Regions from separate parts of the Mus musculus genome. Here regions 2 and 3 are each linked to region 1. A link is a contact called in public promoter capture Hi-C and targeted proximity ligation data. All regions are on one chromosome and are shown on one strand. The core of a region is the stretch at or near the end of the contact, and the rest is flanking DNA. Distances in the headings are between cores, read along the strand shown. Region 1 holds the start of Rasgrp2 (RAS, guanyl releasing protein 2). Region 2 holds the start of Ppp1r14b (protein phosphatase 1, regulatory inhibitor subunit 14B). Region 3 holds the start of Bad (BCL2-associated agonist of cell death).

Evidence for each region. Promoter capture Hi-C pulls out the DNA fragments that hold promoters and counts their contacts.
Region 2: a contact with region 1 is called in a targeted proximity ligation map of embryonic stem cells, with 9 read pairs. A contact is called at or near these places in 12 of 39 promoter capture datasets (the C10 cell line, the HPC-7 cell line, cranial neural crest and 9 more), 2 of 484 Hi-C or Micro-C datasets (CD4 T cells and embryonic stem cells), 27 of 130 datasets of targeted methods (SST interneurons, T-cell acute lymphoblastic leukemia, bone marrow-derived macrophages and 16 more) and 4 of 9 other capture datasets (adipose tissue, embryonic stem cells, liver and 1 more).
Region 3: a promoter capture Hi-C map of embryonic stem cells shows a contact between it and region 1, with 2.5 times the contacts expected there. A contact is called at or near these places in 20 of 39 promoter capture datasets (the 3T3-L1 cell line, 3T3-L1-derived adipocytes, the C10 cell line and 13 more), 6 of 484 Hi-C or Micro-C datasets (B cells, embryonic stem cells and uterus), 24 of 130 datasets of targeted methods (the SCID.adh cell line, T-cell acute lymphoblastic leukemia, acute myeloid leukemia and 16 more) and 5 of 9 other capture datasets (adipose tissue, embryonic stem cells, liver and 2 more).

What each region holds. Positions count from the first base shown.
Region 1 is chr19:6,399,060-6,402,023 of GRCm38.p6, reverse strand. It overlaps Rasgrp2 (RAS, guanyl releasing protein 2), which reads right to left and starts at 1,483. Exons shown (of 17, transcript NM_011242.3): 1 at 1,373-1,483; 2 at 161-303. The coding sequence starts at 233.
Region 2 is chr19:6,973,466-6,976,429 of GRCm38.p6, reverse strand. Ppp1r14b (protein phosphatase 1, regulatory inhibitor subunit 14B) reads right to left here and starts at 1,382. Exons shown (of 4, transcript NM_008889.2): 1 at 924-1,382. The coding sequence starts at 1,181. It also overlaps a transcript of Plcb3 not described here.
Region 3 is chr19:6,940,985-6,943,948 of GRCm38.p6, reverse strand. Bad (BCL2-associated agonist of cell death) reads right to left here and starts at 1,387. Exons shown (of 4, transcript NM_001285453.1): 1 at 1,325-1,387; 2 at 903-1,082. The coding sequence starts at 1,074. Gpr137 (G protein-coupled receptor 137) reads left to right here and starts at 2,756. Exons shown (of 7, transcript NM_207220.3): 1 at 2,756-2,964.

The DNA.
Region 1 (2,964 bases), core at 234-2,733:
CTTCCTTGACGTCTGTACAAGGGGTACATTGGGGTACTTCTCCGCAAAATCAAGGAGCTTTTCTTAAGAAGACTTCAAAATAGGAGCCTGGGTAGGTTCTGGCCTAGAGTCTGGTTCAGGGTCCAGCTGGGTGTGACCCCTCGTGCTGCATGCAACTCACCAAACGCTTCGATGCAACCACGGAGCAGCTCCTCCACGGTGCAGCCCTTGTCCAGGTCCAGAGTGCTCGTCATGGCTGCCGGTGCCAGTAGGCTAGACCCAAGCTACACTCTCAGAGCCTCCCACGGTGCTCAATTCGGACCCCTGTCCTGGGAGAAGTGGGAGTCAGCAGAGGCGCGGGAGGTGGGGGGAGCGGCTCGGCGCGTAGGAACGGGGCGGAGTGGGCACGCCCCCTGCTGGGCATGGGCGGAGTTGCCTGCCGTTGCCCCTCTAGGGTTAAACGGTCCTGCCCCGGGATGGTGCAACTCGCTAGTTGGGAAATGGACTAGCTGAGAGGCTTCCGGCCCACCCGCGGAGTCGCGGGAGGTTAGAAGGGTTCTACGAGAATAAGGGACGAGCCAGGACCCCAGGGGTTAGTTAGTGCCCCAAGCCTCCTGGCGGGCCCTCCTCTCCTTGCATTTGCTCCCCACAGGCACCTGCAACACCCCACAGCTTGACTCTGCACTCCTCCCGCTTCCCCTCCCTTCACAGCCTCCCTTCCCCCGCAGGGTTATTTTGGGAACCCAGTGCCTGAGGGGACCTCGGAGGAATTTCTCCCTGGGATGGAAGGAGGGAGGAGGGAACCCAGGAGTCCTGCCTACATCTCCCCCTCCTGGGCTCCCCGAGTGGGAGGCGGGGCCGTAGCATCCCCCAGGGGCCTGCCCTTGGGGAGGAGGGCTAGAGAGAAGAACATTCCTGGGGCGGGGGGTGGGAGGGGTAGCCCACTGCGGTTGGGAGATGTCAGTGGGAAGCCAAAGCCTGGGAACCGCGGACTCCCAACCCACAAGTACTAAGGTCCCAGGAGTCCGGTCCTAGCCCTTCCAGAATTGCCATATATCTTCCCAACCTGGGCTCCCGCCTTCCCACCCACCCTGCTGCATAGTTAAATTGTGCGTGAGAGCACCGAGTAGGGAGCCCAGAAGGGGCCGCTAGCGCCATGGCCTGCATGACACCATTAATAATCCTGGTCATCAGTGGGGACTATAAAAGCACCCATGCAGGAACAAACACCTATTCTCTAGACTAGGTATTTGCCGAAGGCCAATGACCTACATTAAGTGCAAGAAGACCCTTTTCACACACACCAGGGTCATAGACACCTCCCGTCCTAATCACACACAATGGCACCCACATCCCATGCACACCTGCAATGAAAATCCTCAGCCACACATACCCAAGTCCTTTACTTCAGAATGCAAACCTGAATGCAGTTCACCTCCCAGACCTTCTGTTCACTTGAACCAGCTCAGCCTCTGATCTCTCGATCACAGTAGCTCTGACATCTGAACACGTGTGCACACACGCAAAGACAGTGCATCTCCACGCATGTACACTCCCACACGCATCCACATACCCCCTGGTTGCGCACACACCCATTCTGCCGCCCCTCCCCCCTCAACCAGGCTCCAGGGCTCGCAGCCCCAAAGCCTGGGGTTCTTTACATTCCTGGATCTCGCCAAAACCTTGTCCCAAGGAAAGGGACCTCGCCCTTACACAGACTCCCCTACATTAGGGAATCCTCCCGAGGACTTCTCAGAGTCGTTCCCTCCTGACTGTTACTTCCTTGCTGGGTGACCTTGAGAATCATTTAGTCTCTCTGAACCTCAATTTTCCCATCTGTCAAATGGGGACTTGCAGGGAAGAGCCTGGTAGATACGTTTCAGGCGAGCACCGGAATGCCTCGAACGCCCCCCTCCTGCGGGTGGCTCTAAGTGCCTCATCCCCTCCGCAAGCTCTGTCCCACCCAGGACCGCAGATTCCCCACCCACCCGCAGTCCCCGCCAGCCTGCCCCTAGGAGATCCCTAGGGGCCGCACCCTCTGTGTCCCACGCCCCACCCGCGCGCGTGCTCGCTCACTCACTCTTGGGACCCGCAGCGCGGACCCCGAACCCTGCCCGGCCAGCGCCACCTCCGTGCGCTCCCGCCCGCCGGCCTCGCTGCGGCTGCGGCTCCCACCCGGTCTCCGCGCCGCGGCCCAGCGCCCTGCCGCCCCGCCCCCTCCCCGCCCCTGCACCCCGCGCCGCGCCTCCTCCACCGGGGACTCCCCCTCTCGCCCCGCGCGCGCCGGGCCCTGAAGCAGATTAACCCCTCCCCTGCCGCCCCAGAGAGTTTAACCGCGGGCGGGGGGCTGCGCCACTGTTGGTGTGGGGACCGCGTGCAGCAGCCCTCCCCCACCGCGACACCCCCGGGCTCTGCGCCCCGCCTGGGTGTCGCACGGAGGAAGCCGGGAGGGGCAGGAAGCGGACTGCGGTGGGGAAGGGGCGCCCCGCCCAGCCCCCCGGTCCGGGTTCCTGTTTTCGAGACAAACCGTTCCCACGGGGTTCACCCTGCCCGGGCCCGGGCGTCTTCCTGCGGGCGGCGGAGGCCCGGGCGTGGTGGAGGTCGCGGGCGTGGGGCTGCGGATCCTTGCGATGGCCTGGGGGAGGGGCTGGGACAGAATGCGAGCTGGTTTTGGTCCAGTGGAGCCTCAAAAAGCCAGGAATGAATGAACGAACACGCGGCTCCCTGGGAACCCAGGTTCGTTGTCTAGAGATGGGGCGAGGGACACCCCACTGGGCAAGAGAGAAAGAGGCGTCTATAAATTGGGTAGGTGCTTTGCAGTTTCGGAACTGGAAGCCTTGGATGCATGGGCCGAGACGAGGAACTTGGGAGGGGCAGCCACAAGCAGTTATGTCCCTCACACCTAGCCTAGGGATAGGTAACAGTTTCCGGCCGTTTAGACTCACTATGAAACCCAGGGCCGCAAAACCCCTTCCGAGGATTGCC
Region 2 (2,964 bases), core at 133-2,632, 570 kb before region 1:
TGCTCTGGGAAGGAAAACAGATCAGGTCTGTGCCAAGGCAAATTGCCCAATGAGGGGGAACTTCCTGTCCCTGCCAGTGGGCACCAGGGGCGCCAGACAGACAGGGCTGGGGACCTTGGGCTTTGAACCTAGCAGATGTGCCTTCTCAGCATCCGGGACCTCCGGCTCACCAGAGCACTGGTGGGCCAGCTGTCCTAGTTCATCACAGCCCTCCCCTCCCCCAAACACCTGTCACAGCTTCCTGGGGGGGGGGGGAGGAAGTGAGGGTGAGGGGTCAGTGTGAAAGACCCATGCTTGATAAAGGGGAAACAAAGAGCCCATGCTTTGAGGAGAAAGGGGTACACCCCCCTCCCCAAGGGTACAGCTATCACACTTGGAGCCAGCTGCATTCCAGGGCTGGGCTAGGGTAGGCATTAGAGGGCAGGCCCACTCCTCCACCCTACCCCTGGGGGCCTGAGTCACCATCTGAACAAGCAAGGAACATGGGGTGGAGAACCAGAGCTGGGAGAGCTGGTTAACCTGTCTCTGTAGACAGAATGGCAGGCTAGCCCACAACAACTCCTCAGATCCTTTGTAACACTTGAGACAGTTAAACTAGTACCTTTCAACTAGTGTCGATGCTAGCCCAGACTAGACTAGACCTTTCACTGTTAGCCCAAGCTAGACCCCTGCCTCCAGCAGGCTATCTAGTTCTTCTAGACTCGGCGAGGACACTATGCTTAACCTGAGGCAGTACCACGAAGGACGCAAGGTCCCGGGCAGCGGAGAAAGCTAGAGTGTCTTAGGTCAGGCAAGAAAGAGCGCACACTCACTGGGAGCGGCGAGTGCAAGACCGGTGGCTTGGCAGCAGAGCTCCCATTGACTCTGGAGACAGACCGACTTAGGGCCGATTTTAGGGTATCCGCGCGGGGTGGGGAGCACACCTGGCAGTCGTAGAGTCGCGTGAGCTGTTCTAAAATCCACTCCTCCAGGTTGAGGCGCTTCCGTAGCTCCTTGCGGTCGTACTTGACGGTGACCTTCCCTTGCCGTCTCACCGGGCCATCGTCATCAGCGCCCCCCGGGCCTTCGCCTGCGGCCCCAGGGGGACTCTGGAAGTAGACTCGGGGCCCTGTGCTGCCACTGCCCGGCCCGGGGGCCGGGGCAGCTAACGCCGCGCCCCCCGCGGGGCCGCTGTCCGCCATGGCGGCCGCCGGGGCCACGTGCGCGCTCGGGCCCCTCCCTGCGCCGCCGCCTCCCGGACGCCCGCCGGCTGGCTCCCGGCCGCTGGCTCCGGTTAGCTCGCGGGCTCCGTTCCGCGCAGCTCCGCGGCGAGGGCGGCGGCGGGGGCGCCCGGGGGCAGCTGCAGCATGCGGAGCCCCCGGGCTTGGCCTGGCCGCGCCCCGCCCCCTCCCCACCGATCCGCCCGCCCTTTGTCCCCCGCGGCCGCCGCCCGAGCCGCCGCCGCTGCCGCTTTCTCTGTCTTGCTCTCTTCCCCCGCCCCCCGACCACACCCCCTTAAAGGGCCAGCCCCGCTTCAGGCCCCCTCTCCCCAACCCCGCCTCCTGAAAGGGGATAGGGGAGGATCTACTTTGCCGGGTTTGGGGACTGTCTGTCCGGTTTCCTATAACTTAACCTCTGGCCTCAAACCTAGACTTCTAGGTGTCGGATGCCTGGATCTTCACGCCACTAGGACCATAGTCCTCTTCTGACCCTGTTTCATTCTGTCACTAAGGTAGAAACAGACAGTCTAGGCATGAGACGGTGTGGGCGCAGATGCGGTGAGGAACGTGCGGGACCCTTGGTCATCAAGGGGCGAGAGAACTTCCGCGCATGGGTCGACACGTGGACAGGGCTTCCGGGGATCGGAGGTGTAAAGGGGTCCAGGCACTGCCCAGGTGCCGGCCGGGATGCCCTACTTGGTCTGGTCTCACGCCCCTCAAGGAAGAGCTCGGGGTGGGGGCGTGTAGATTTGGCCGTTTGGCTTACAATAGCCAGGACTGGGACGACCACCGCCCACCGGCTGAGATGGCGGCGCGCGTGGTATTGTGGGCAATGTAGTCAGCGGCTCGTCGATGCTGCCCCTCCCAGCTGCAGAGCCCGCATTGAAGCGCAAACTTGTTTGGGGCGCGCCCCTCTGAGCTGGCAGGATTGTGCTGGGCGAGGCCCTGGGCGCCCCGCAGCTTGAGCGTGTGCAAAGGAGGAAACTCGGGTGCAAAGAGCTAGCATGTGGGGAAGCCAAAACTCACAATGATAAAGGTAATAATAGCAGTTGACCCCAAATGAGCGTTTATTGGGACCCCTGCCTGTTCTGCTGTAGGGACAGCAAGCTAGTTCACCCAGTAACTTCTCGATCCTTCACACTTTAGGAGGCCACCTTCCAGTCTTCCTTTATTCTGTCTGCATCTTTAAATTGTTTCATTCATTCCTTTGTCTTTCTGCTAGAAAGCGAAAATTTGGTGGGCCAGAGCTCTGAGGACTCTGCTGATACCTTAGCTTGGGTCAGCGTGCTCCTTGTCAAACCTACAGGCATTAGGACACTATTAGGTCCATACCGAATTCTAGCTCGAAAAACTCTCAGACTCAGGCAAAGGACTCTCCATCCTATTGGTTGAACAAACGACCGAAAAGAGGTGGTGGGTGGGGGGGGGGGGACCGATGGACTTCCTCTGAAGGCTGTGGGGAACATTAAACGGGAAAACTCGTGGACACTTCAGTTGTGAGAGCACATAGTTAAGTCACAGGGCTATATAAAGGGGGAGCTGGGATTTTGAGCCCGGGCTGTATGACAACCACCACCACCACCACCACCACCACACACACACACACACACACACACACACACACACACACACACACACTAAGGCAGAGTCTCTACCAGTCTCCTGCCACCCACTCCATCTCATACTACCCAAGGAGGTTGTGTAGCACTTTCTGGATGTCTCTATGGCTCTCAGTTTCAAATAGTCTCAAGATTACAGGGACAGC
Region 3 (2,964 bases), core at 138-2,637, 540 kb before region 1:
CTTGTTTGTCACTTAGGGTCACCTGCCTGTCCCATCTGGGCAAGAATAGTCGGGCTGAAGGCGAGCCATAGAGTAAGAAAGAACCTACTGAGCTGGGCGGCGGTGGTGCACGCCTTTGATCCCAGCACTTGGGAGGCAGAGACATGAGGATTTCTGAGTTCAAGGCCAGCCTGGTAGTAAATGCTCTGAACCACTGAGCCATTTTTCCAGTCCCCTCCCCCATCCCTTCTTTTAACCTTCAGCTTTCTTCTTCCTTTTTTATTAGTTTTTATTATTATTATTTATTTATTGGTTTTTCTGTAGGAGTGAGTTCCAAGATAGCCAGAGCTACACAGAGAAACCCTGTCTTGAAAAACCAAAAAATAATCATTTTAAAAAAAGAAAGAAAGAAAGAAAGAAAGAAAGAACGAACGAACGAACGGACCTACTGGCCACTTCTTGGGCTGGAGAGATGGCTCAGTGGTTAAGAGCACTGACTCCTCTTCCAGAGGTACTGAGTTCAATTCCCAGCAACCACATGGTGGCTCACAACCATCTGTAATGGGATCTGATGCCCTCTTCTGAAGACAGCTACAGTGTACTCACATACAATAAATAAATGAATAAATAAATAAATAAAGAGAAAAGTCACTTCTTTGGGGCTCTGCTTACCTCCCACTGATCTTGGGGACATAATAAGGGGGTCTGTTTTCAGCATTCAGTGAGTCAGCTTAATCATTAAGGGCATACCATACATCTCTGTGAATTAGCCCAGTGATGGTTTGTAGAAGAAGCAATCTGATGAAAGGAGCTATCTGGGGCTTCCCAAGAATCTTTAGGAAGTATGGCTGCAACAGCAACGTAAGGGGCACCTGAGAGTCAGGGGGCATGGGACAGGCAGATAATGGTAGTGAGGAACCTACCTCCATGATGACTGTTGGTGGCTGCCCGTCCCTGCTGATGAATGTTGCTCCCCAGGAGACCTGGGGCCAGGTAGGGACCTGGCTGGTCCTCAGTGAGGCTAGGGCCCAGGCCCCTATCTGTAGCACTAGCGTCTTCCTGCTCACTCGGCTCAAACTCTGGGATCTGGAACATACTCTGGGCTGTAGAGACAAGGTAAGAAGTACTCACTACACAGCTAGGCAAACAGTGTTTATGAGAAGCAGAGGAGAGGTACTCCTGTCTCCCTCTCCCACCACGGTAGCTCAACTCCCCAAATCTTCCCAATCCCTCATTTGTCTGCTCAGTCTGCCTGGCTGTCGCCCGAATATTAAATCTCTCTTCAGAGCTCTGTCCAGACACTAGTGCGCTCCCCCTGCCCGTTAGGACCGGGAATAGGTCTCACCCCAAGCCCGATCTCGAGGCCCCTGACCCGGGCCTGCCTCCTCCCTCCAGTTCTAAGGGCGCCCGGCCCTAGTTTCCTGGGCGACGAGAACTGTCACAGATCTGACCCAATCAGTTTTCGAAGTAAATCCCGGGTCGGCCTGGAGGCGGGGCCACCCCAAGCCAGGTCCCACCCCTGCGCCGACCTGCTGGTCTCCACCGCCTTCCTCCCGCGTCGCTCCCCAGGCTCCGGATTCCGGGATCGGACTTCCTCAAGCCTAGGGCGTGTGCAGGAGCCAGCGAGGGCTGCTTTGGGGTTCCCATTTGGATCCTGGAGGCCTGCTTCGGCTGATAAGTCCTCCAGCCCTTCTGGGCCCGAATTCCCTCCTGTAAAATGGGGTTAATGACACCTCCCTGGGGAGCTGGTGAAAACTCTGTAAACAGCTTAGTGATTACTTATAGAGCCGTTCACTGAAGCTCGGCCGTCGGATGCAATGGTCGTTGCGATGGTTATTGCTCCCCCTGGACCGAGTGACCGGGATGGGAAGACCAGCTCCTTCTTCCCGATCGTGGAGGCCTTGCACTGCCCGTCTTGGGGACAACCCCCCGCGCCATTTCGGGAGCTCCTTTACGGCAGGATGGCCGCCCGGGTGCGGAAGAAGGGACGGGGCGCCCAGGAAGGCGAGCCGTGGGGCTCCAGGGGCCTCTGCTGCCAGGATAGGTGTGCGTACGCTGCCCCGGGCCGGAGCGCGGGGCCTGCAGACAGAAGCTAGGGGGCGGGGTCCGGGTACCATCTTGGTTGTGGGCGGAAGTTTCCTTCAGTGACCCTGTGCGGGGAAGTCGTTGCCGCCCCCCATATGGGCACGCCGAACGCGATGTGGATTTGGGAATCTAAGCGTGGGAAATGGTAGTCCCCAAACATTAAGAGCTGGCGGTCCATGGCACTGGTAGCCCAGGTGCTTGCTGCGTGCGGCCTGCTCTACTCTCGGCCGCCCGCCGCCATCCGTAACCCGGGACACCCGCCGGCAGCGCACCTTGCGGCGATTCTCGAAGAGATGCACGCCGGGCGCGGCGCATGGCTTCGGAGTCCCTGCCGGTCGCTACGCAGTTTACGTAGCGAACGGACGTCCGCGCAGGCGCAGGAGTGGGGCGGAGCAGAGGGAGCCGGGGAGCTGGAGCCCGGTGTCCCGGCGACCGGATCCCGCTTACCCCGCAGCGGCCTGAGACCTGACATCGACTTCCTCTTATTCACCGGGGCTGAGGGTGGACGCGGTGGGGGAACACGTCTGGAATCTTGAGGACAGAGGAAGAAGCCTCCCAATCCGGATTATTGGAGGGGAAAGAGGAACCAAGCTTGGGGAGGGGGAGAGCGGGGCGTTGGGCGCCCCCGCAGCGGCCGCTGTCCTAAGCTGACGGGCATCGGCCGGCTCTCCCCCTCCTGCCAGCCGGACACGAGCAACCAAGGCCAGGGACTCTGTGCCACTGCATCCTCGCATCTTGGCTCTGGGGCTGGCCCAGGGAGGGACACCCCCAACCCCCATTTCATTTGCCCTGGGTAGGAAAGACCACTTTATACACTCCAGAGTGACGGGTCTAGGGCCCAGGGCCCAGGTTACCCGTGCCCACCCCCACCCCCACCCCCACGCCCGACTCTGCTGAGAA